3 separate regions of the Mus musculus genome follow, and regions 1 and 3 are each linked to region 2. A link is a contact called in public Hi-C and HiChIP or PLAC-seq data. All regions are on one chromosome and are shown on one strand. Each heading gives the region's core, a stretch centred on a gene start, on an enhancer-like site or on the middle of the called end of the contact. The rest is flanking DNA. Distances are from core to core; before and after follow the strand shown.

Region 1 (3,135 bases), core at 567-3,066, 2.4 Mb before region 2:
TTTGTTTGAAGATAAATTAGGCCAAGATTACTTGAAAGACACAGACATGCCTAGCACAGACAGGGCCCTAGGTTTGGTCTCTAACCCTGCCCAAACTAAAGGTGTGTGTGTTGGGGGTGGGGAATGAAAAAGGCTGTCCCAGCTGGGCATGGTGGTGCACGCCTTTAATCCCAGCACTTGGAAGGCAGAGGCAGGCGGATTTCTGAGTTCGAAGCCAGCCTGGTCTACAAAGTGAGTTCCAGGACAGCTAGAACTATACAGAGAAACTCTGTCTCGAAAAAACAAAAAACAAAAAACAAAAAACAAAAAAAAAAAAAAAGAAAGAAAAGAAAAGAAAAGAAAGAAAAAGGCTTTCCCCACTGATCCTAAGTCAACAGACTCTGCACCCAATGTAATATTCTGGTTTCATTGCACCGCACAAAGATGTTGGGTTTTTTCTTTTTGTTTTTTTAGTTTTTGTTTTTTGTTTGTTTATTTGTTTGTTTGTTTTTCGAGACAGGGTTTCTCTGTATAGCCCTGGCTATCCTGGAACTCACTCTGTAGACCAGGCTGGCCTCGAACTCAGAAATCCACCTGCCTCTGCCTCCCGAGTGCTGGGATTAAAAGCGTGTGCCACCACTGCCCGGCTTGCTTTTTTTCATCTTTATTTATTTATTTTTGGTGGAGGGTAATGGTACAGTGTGAACTTGGCTGCTCTCCCGTTCATATTTACATCAGGTGTGCGACAAGCCCTTTAATAAGCATGTGTTTCCCGGGTTGGAGGAGCCTTTGGGTTTTTTTGTACAGCAAAATATTAAGAATTGGTGGTGGCGCTCTTACCAGCTCAGGGTGGCCTTGGACTCCTGATCCTCCTGCCGCCACCACTCCTACCCTGGGAGCTAAGATTACAGGTGTGTGCCACAATACCTGCTTTTACCTGGTGATGGCCTTCAAACCCAGGGCTCTGCACACGCCAGGCAAGCGCTCTATCAACAAAGCTACATTCAGAGCCCACAGGCTGGGTTTTGACTTGTAAAGTTTATTACGTCTTACTACAGCCAGCCTGTGCCGGACTGGGCCTCAGCAAAACCCTTGGTCTGAACCACGGGAGCAGCCTTCTTGTATTTGCCAATGAACACCAGCGTTCTCATTGCCTCTAGCTGTCTCTGCACATTTACTGACCACTTAACGAGTGCAGCTCATTGACTGAGCTGGGAAGGAGAAATGGAGAACCAGATATACCCGCTATGCACAAGACGATGGGCGTCATGAACGATAGGCTTTTGTGCCCCACTTGGTGATCACACCTATCCCCCAAGATGAATACAACTGGAACCGGACCATCCCCAGTTCCAATCCTGCTGTCCTCCCTGACATTGCTGGTGAGCCTGGCATAGCTAGAGCACGACATAAGTCCGTAAATACTAGTTTAGTTTAAAACCGGCTTCTCAGAAGAGTGGTCCGGCCTTCCCTTTAATTTTCTCATCTAAGACCGCCCCAAACTCAGGCGGACCTTCCGCACTTGCACTTTCTATTGGCTGCGTAAACTCGAGCCCGTCCCCCACGCGAAGGGACCCAATGAGGGACCGCGATTAGTGAGACGGACAAGCGGAAGGGCGCAGGCCGAGAGCCCGAACAGGGAGCCCCCTCGCGCTCTTACCTTCCTCGCCCGGGCGTCATCCTCCGCCTGGATCTCGAACTCGCCGTCATCCGAGTCGCTGTCGCGGCCTTGGGAAGCCCCAGTTCGGCGTTTCCGCAGCCTCTTCTTCTTCCACGGCGCCATGGTGGGACGCGACGGCGGGCCAGGTCCCACACGTCTGCCAGCAGCCATGCGGGCCGGGCTCTTAGACCCGGAAGAGGGCGGGGCCTAAGGGACGCGTCGACTGCGCGGGGGCGGAGCCTGTGAGACGCAAGAGCGGCGTCGAGAATCCAGGTTTCACCCGTAGGGCGGGGCCGGGCCTGAGGAAACCAACCAACTTCGCAGGGGCGGAGCGTCAACATGGCTTTATCAATGGGCGAAGCCAGAAGGAGGAACCAACAGAACGGGGGCGGGGCCTAAGTGGTGTACCAGCCGGGCAGAGGCGAGGCCTGAGGGACATACCAACTGGTGGGGGCGGAATGTGTCAACTGAACCGTGATAGATGCTTAAGGGACCTACTAACTGCGCGAATGCCAAGCTGTGAGAGATGTGGTAACTGTAAAGAGAGCAGGACCTGAGGGACATAACAACTGAACGTGTGGACAAACTCGAGGAATGTACCAACCACGCAAGGTTGACCCTACCAAGGGGCGGGGCCTAATGGATGTACAGATGAGGCTGGGGGTGTGGCCTGTGGAACGTACCATCAGCGCGAGGGCGGGGTATAGGGACGTACCAGTGCGCAGGGGTGGGGCGTCGCACCGGTTGCCCAGCAAGGGATGCGGGTGGGCGCGTGTCGCTGTGGCGCCCTTGCTGATTCTGTGCTATGAGGCTTTAAATGTGGCGGAGACAGAGCTTTCTGGCCGGAGGCTCCAGGAGAAAAAGCACCAGGCATGGAGATCCCGTGACGCCTGCGCTTTCAGCTCTGTAAGCTGGCCGGTGCGTTGCTACTCTGCTGTTGGGAGCCTGAGCTGGACTCGGGGAAAATGCATTTCGTATGAGACTGGTTGGCGAGGACTGGAACGCACCACGTTTGCAAAGCGCTTTGCACAAGGTAGGAATGGGGGGCGACAGTAGCTTGGGAGCCCCTTTCCCTCTTCCACCCTAATTAGTTTGTCTGGTTGGTGCCATTCCCCTGCACGCCCGCAGTCGTACTATATTTGTTGAGCATACACTGTAGGGTGTAATTGTGTATTTACTTATTCATTAAATATTTGCTGACGGCATTTTCTCCCGTCTTCACAACTAAAAAGACAGTGCCTGCTTTAGCCTGACCCATGCACCTCAGACGCCAGGCGATCGTGCAGTTCTCCGTGGGAAGTAGAAGCGGGAGGATCCGGAGTTAAAGGTCATTCTTGGCTATATAATAAAGTTTAATATAGTGAGTTTCAGGCCACCTTGGACTACTGAAATTGGGTGTCGGGGACGGGCAAGAAAGTGAAGCACTTCCAAGGTGTCCACTGAACAACAGTAGTCCTTTGAGAAAAACCAGTCGCTTTCCCTCAGCAAGAAAAAGC
Region 2 (3,045 bases), core at 395-2,894:
CAATGGAGACAATTATCAGAATGTGGAAAAGCCAATGGAGACAATTATCAGAATGTGGAAAAGCCAGACAGGATTACAAGGTCAAATCTGGGCAAGAGAGTAAGACACGCCCCCCCCCCCCCCCAGGAGTGACTGTGCAAAAGCGCAACCATTCAAAAGACGGACTGTGATACAGAAAACCAGAGAACTATATTCGTAAGAACAGCAAAACAGGATCAAAGGGTGCACAGGAGCAGGAAAGGCGGAGGGGCAGGTGACCTACAAAATGCAACTCAGTCAAGTGTGGTTTCTAGGCAAATGCTGGGAACTGGTTCCTACTACAGTGGGATGCCAGGTCTCTAGGAACTCTCTACCAGGACAAAAACGGGAAAGGGAGGTTGAGAAATTAAAAATAAAAAAATAAAAAATAAAAATCTACCCAACCAAGTTGTGCCCCAAAAGGGAGCCTGTTGGGTCACCCAGGTGAACAGGCACAGAGAGCCCTTGGCCACTTCCTGGTCTAGCCATCTCTACCTCCTGCCCATCAAGAAGCCTGGGGCTGTGCGGAGCAGGGAACGCGACAGAGGAGGGTGCACAGGTCTGAGGACCCCATTCTGCCTGGCCTACCAGCCAGATCCCGCACGGAAGAGGGGCGGTACAAAGACCTGCAGTGGGACGCCTCCCTTAGCGGCCTTCGATTCACAGGAGGACAGGAGGAGGATCACACAATCGGAGGGAGGAGGACTAGAGGGTTGAGGACTAGAGAGCTGAAGGGAGGACCAATGGATGATCCAGGGACTGAAAGGAAGAGGCTCAGAGGCTCAGAGGGAGGACTGAATGGCTGCATATCAGGAGGACTACAAGGTGGAGGACAGGAGAGAGGAGCATCAGAGGACAGAGGATCAAGGGAGGGAGGAACTGTGAGGATCGAGGAGGAGGGGTTGGAAAAGAACAGAGGGTGAGAGGTAAGAAGTTGGAGGGCAGAGGAGAACAGAGGATGGGGAGGCAGAGAATTCGAGGGAGGAGGAGGAGTGGAGGACGGAGGGAGCTAGGGAGGGGAAAGGAGAAGGGCAGAGGACAACGCAACGGAGGGAGAAGGGCTGAAGGAGGATTTTAGATCAGAGGGAGGAGTGCTCAGGAGGAGGATTAGAAGAACGATGGGGAGAAGGACATAGTATTTGAGGGAGGAAGCAGGATCGGAAGGACGGAGGTCCTGAGAGAAGTCGCTTACCTGCTTGAAGGTGCTGCTGAGGAAGTAAACTAGCGAGAGGCCGAAAACCAGGGCGAGCACCCAGCGCTTGCGCAGGAGCCGGCGCCACAGCAGCGCCGCCAGGTTCAGCATCCCGGTAGGGCGCAGGCGCAGAGACGACCCCACGGCATGACCCCTGCAATCCGCTTCCAGCACTGCTTTACCTTCCCGCAGCCAACGCGCCGGCCACGTGATCCGCCGCACGCCCCGCCCCACCTAGTGACGCCAACGCCAGGCCCCTCCATGCCTCCTCGCCATTGGTTCTGCCGGAGCCTCGGCTCTCCATTGGCTGAATGTGACGGCAGGGGCGGACCTTCTCGGACTAGAGGCAGGCCTCCCTGTGCGAGGGTCCTAGCGCCGATCGCGTTCTCGGTGGCACTGCCGGCCGGAAGTCACGTGGCGCCCTGGCCACGCCAGGGATTGGCTAGGCTGGATTAGCAGAGGCCGTGATTGCTGCAGTGTCTGGCAGGTAAATGAAGGCTATGCTCGGCCGCTGCTACCCTGTGACCCCGCGAGCCTGGCGGCAAAGGCGCTTCGCCGTCCGGTCTGGGGACGCCGCTCGCGCCCAAGCGTCCTGTAGGGGACCGTGCAGCCTCCTAGGGAGGACCAGGGTGTGTGGGACGGAGATGGTCCATTCATTCATTCTGTAGCATCCTGTGGGCTCCAGGAGTCAATACGAGCCTACTTGTACCGCCCGTTTGCCACAGAATCGTGGGCATTTAATTTATGACGTTTTCTCAAAGCTTGTAGGTGGAAACTTGGGGATACCGTGTTTTAGTTTCCCCGAGGATAAGGAGTAGTGGGGCCACCCGGAGTATCAAGCCAGATTGCAAATTCTTGAGACATGTTACCTGATGGATGACAGTTTCTTTCTTTATAAAACGGCCTGGTTGAGAGTGTAGCTAGGTGATAGAGGGCTTGCCTGAATATGACGATGATACCAAGGAGTCTTTTCCTAGCTAATTTAATCTTGCAGAAAAGGCAGGCACCTTAGCCTGTGGCTTCCTAGCTAGCTGCAGCCGAGAAGGCTGTGCAGAATTAATTAATTCCGCACCCATTTGTGTTGGCCTGGGCTAAGAGATGGATCTTTCTCTGTAGGGAAAATATGCCGGGAAACTGAGCCTGTTCATGGAAGCATATTCTTTATTTCTTTAAAGATTTTATTTATGTATGTATTTATTTTTTAATTATATGTTAGAGTGGGTTTGCCCATGGGAGTGCAGGTGCCCTCCGAGGTCAGTAGAGGGAGTCAGATCACTTACAGCTGGAGGTACAGGTAGTTGTGAGCCACCCTTGTGGGTGCTGGGAACTGGACTTAGATCTTCTGCAGGAGCAGTAGCCATATGGAGTCTCTCTCCAAGCCTTGCCCTTCTTTCTTGGCTTTCTATTGGTGCGGGAGGTAGGACGAGGTGTGTGCGGATCTGTCGCTGGGGAAAATCAAGGTGATCTAATCTCTACAGAGACGTTGGCCTTCCATCTCTGCAACTCCAAGGTGGACGGGCAGCCCAGACACAGGACCTCTCAAGGGTCATAGTAAACAAACCCACATGTCAATGACTGGTAAGTGCTGTGGGGAGGTAGCCTGTAACCCTCAGCTGGAAAACCATGCCAGGGAAGGAACAGCAGGTACAAAGGCCCGGAGGCAGGAACTCTTAACTTTAAAGTGTCCAGAGGTACCTGGAGTTCTTATGGCCAGAGATAAGTCACAGAATCAAGGTTGTAAACGGGTAATGATAACGTCCAGCACAGCCTGGAGGCCTCCAACGACTCTGATTTTTATTCTGGTTTCACTTAGAAGCCAGTAGAAATTCTAAAAT
Region 3 (2,768 bases), core at 172-2,671, 2.3 Mb before region 2:
TCTCTTCTTTAAAGACAGGACTGGGCTGGAGAGATGGCTCAGCAGTTAAGAGCAATGGCTGCTCTTTCAGTGGACCTGGGATCGATTCCCGGCAACTAACAGTGGCTCACAACCATCTGTAACTCCAGTTCCAAGAGAACAAGACCTGGTGCCCAGACGTGCATGCAGGCAAACCACTCATTCACTTATTCATATCCTTTTTTTTTTTTTTAATGATGAGAACTTATTTAGTCTATGTAAGTCTCAAGATGGTGACCCTCCAGCCTCAGTCCAGTAACTGCCGGGCTTACCGGTGTGTCTTTAAATATGTCCCTCAGGAAACACCTTTCCTGCTCTGTGAAACATTCTAGAAAGGTTATGCATCAGGGTAGGGGAAGAGGGACAGAATGAGTTCTTTTTTGGTATGGGATCAGGTCTCACTCACACTGTACTCCAGGCTTGTCTGGACATCTTGCAATCCTCCTGCCTCAGTCCTTCTCAGTGCTAGAATCGTAGGTGTGAGTCACTTTGTATGTGTGAACCCGTGGCATTTGTCACTGGTTGACCAGAGGCAAAGTTGGCCAGCAACTTGACCAAAGATGTTGATCTGCGTTGAGGACAGCTTGTATGTTCACACCCTTGGCTTCTGGGGCCTGGGGCTGCTGGTTGAAGGTCTGACACCTGCATTGGTTGAAGTGCCAATCACTGCCTCTCTTTGTGTACATTTTGAGACAGATTCTCACTCTTTATTCCAGACTATTTTGCAGACCTCAAAAGCACAGGTACAGGTCCTCCAACATCCAGCTTTTTAAATAAAAATTACTTTGAGACGGGATCTCATACTGTGTACTAGGCTAGCCTGGAATTAACTCTGTAGCTCGGGCTAACCTGATTAACATATTGGGACTACTTCATTCATGGACAAATAGGAAAAAGAAGTTGCGGGGCTGGGAGATGGCTCAGCAGTAAAGGGGGCTCGATGATCTTGCAGAGGACTTGAGTTCGAATTCCAGCACCCACATTTAGACAGTTCACAACAGAGCCTCAGGGAATGTAACACTCTTTTCTGGCCTCCACCTGCATCCACATTCCCAAAAACACACACACACACACACACACACACACACACACACACACAAACACACCATGCAGATCATACACATAAAAGAAATCTAAAAATATTAAAAATTAAAAGAAGGTGAGGAAGAGGAAGAATAAGTAAAAAAGGTGAGGAAGAGGAAGGATAATTTAAAAACAAAGCAAAAGCAAACAAACAAAAACCAGAAAGAAATTCCTTGGGAGGGAAGGATGCTGAGCGGTTTTTTTTTTTTTTTCCACAGAGAGCGCGAGTCCTTTAAGGCAGGCCCCGCCTCTCCAGGAACACAGACCACGCCCATCCCGGAAGCCCAAGCACAAGCCCCGCCCCCACCCCGCCCCTCGGGACGCAGTCACGTGGCCCGGCTGCGGCTCGCGATGGCGGCCCCCGTGGATGGGAGCTCCGGCGGCTGGGCGGCCCGGGCGCTACGGCGGGCACTGGCGCTGACCTCCCTGACCACACTGGCCTTGCTGGCCTCGCTGACCGGGCTGTTGCTGAGCGGCCCGGCGGGCGCTCTCCCTACCCTGGGGCCCGGCTGGCAGCGCCAAAATCCGGACCCGCCGGTCTCCCGCACCCGCTCGCTGCTGCTGGACGCCGCGTCGGGCCAGCTGCGCCTGGAGGATGGCTTCCACCCCGACGCGGTGGCCTGGGCCAACCTCACCAACGCCATCCGCGAGACCGGGTAAGGGTTAGCCATCCCCGCCACGGCCTGGCGGGTGACAGGGGCCCTGGACTGCCTCCCTGGGGAGTCCACAGCCAGGTCTGGCCCAGGGCTGGTGGCTGACTCAGTAACTCCTATCCCCAACCACAGGGGTTCTCCCCGAGGGGCCAGGGGACCTGCCCTCTGTCCACACGGGTCCCCGCACTTAAGGCGAGCTGGACTAGAACTCGGTATGTAGACCAGGCTGCCCAGGAACTCACACAAACTCGCCTGCCTTTGCCTCCGGACTTCTGGTACTAAATGTTTACTCTGCTGCCCATTTGTCCCTAGCCTAAGGGATAATGACAGTTGTCAGTAGCCCCAGGCCCTTGTCTCCCTCCAGAGCCAGGGCGGCTGGAGTGAGCCAGGCTCCAAGCCAGAGGGAAAGTTGCAGGTCCCTAAATTCACAAGCGTGGACAGTATCCTTGTTAGATGTTGCTGTCCCTGCCCATCCCAGGGACGAATTCATGGCCCGATGCTTCACTGAGTTAGGTGCTCAGTGTGATCCCTATCGCTCTCGGAACATAGGCTGGCCCTGTGATCTGTTGTCTCACTAATTCCCTTGCTTCTCTGGGTCCCCCACATCACTGCTGTGAACCCAGAACTTGATCGTGGGTTCTTGCTGGGGTCTGCACCGGGAATAACGACTTGTGCTGAGCTATTCTTATCTTGGCATGTGGTCACAAGGACCCAGAGCCAAACAAGATTCAGGCTGAGGGAAGACACATGGGCAAATCCCACGGGAAACCGGAGCCAGCAATCTGCCTGGAAACCCAGATTTGGGCTGTGTAAGGGGAGCATCCAGAACCTGTGTGTCCCCATCAGACCTCGATGTGCTCATTCTCAGGGGCCACAGTCTCCTGCAGCATGGGTTCGCACAGGTTTGGTCATCTCCGGTGATGGTGGTCCTTGGATGGTTGGTTGCTGTAGACATCACAGCTGGGTGGGGTCAATCTGGGAAGGCTTCCAGGGAGAGAAGGCTGCTGATTTGTC

Evidence for each region. Hi-C and Micro-C count contacts between places; a contact is called where the count stands out from the background. HiChIP or PLAC-seq counts read pairs in DNA pulled down with a chosen protein or histone mark.
Region 1: a contact with region 2 is called in a Hi-C map of myocytes, with 3 times the contacts expected there. The contact joins the promoter of Ddx54 here to the promoter of Rnft2 in region 2. A contact is called at or near these places in 2 of 39 promoter capture datasets (hippocampal neurons and liver), 2 of 484 Hi-C or Micro-C datasets (muscle stem cells and myocytes) and 1 of 115 datasets of contacts at active chromatin or transcription factors (large pre-B cells).
Region 3: an H3K4me3 HiChIP or PLAC-seq map of embryonic forebrain shows a contact between it and region 2, with 4 times the contacts expected there. The contact joins the promoter of Plbd2 here to the promoter of Rnft2 in region 2. A contact is called at or near these places in 5 of 39 promoter capture datasets (cranial neural crest, hippocampal neurons, liver and 1 more), 2 of 115 datasets of contacts at active chromatin or transcription factors (VIP interneurons and embryonic forebrain) and 3 of 9 other capture datasets (adipose tissue, liver and pancreatic islet).

The regions. Positions count from the first base shown.
Region 1 is chr5:120,611,811-120,614,945 of GRCm38.p6, reverse strand. It overlaps Ddx54 (DEAD box helicase 54), which reads right to left and starts at 1,816. Exons shown (of 20, transcript NM_028041.2): 1 at 1,640-1,816. The coding sequence starts at 1,810. It overlaps Rita1 (RBPJ interacting and tubulin associated 1), which reads left to right and starts at 2,357. Exons shown (of 3, transcript NM_029096.3): 1 at 2,357-2,672.
Region 2 is chr5:118,243,624-118,246,668 of GRCm38.p6, reverse strand. Rnft2 (ring finger protein, transmembrane 2) reads left to right here and starts at 1,644. Exons shown (of 11, transcript NM_001109902.1): 1 at 1,644-1,697. It overlaps Spring1 (SREBF pathway regulator in golgi 1), which reads right to left and starts at 1,442. Exons shown (of 5, transcript NM_001081236.1): 1 at 1,211-1,442. The coding sequence starts at 1,321.
Region 3 is chr5:120,502,276-120,505,043 of GRCm38.p6, reverse strand. Plbd2 (phospholipase B domain containing 2) reads left to right here and starts at 1,421. Exons shown (of 12, transcript NM_023625.4): 1 at 1,421-1,757. The coding sequence starts at 1,453.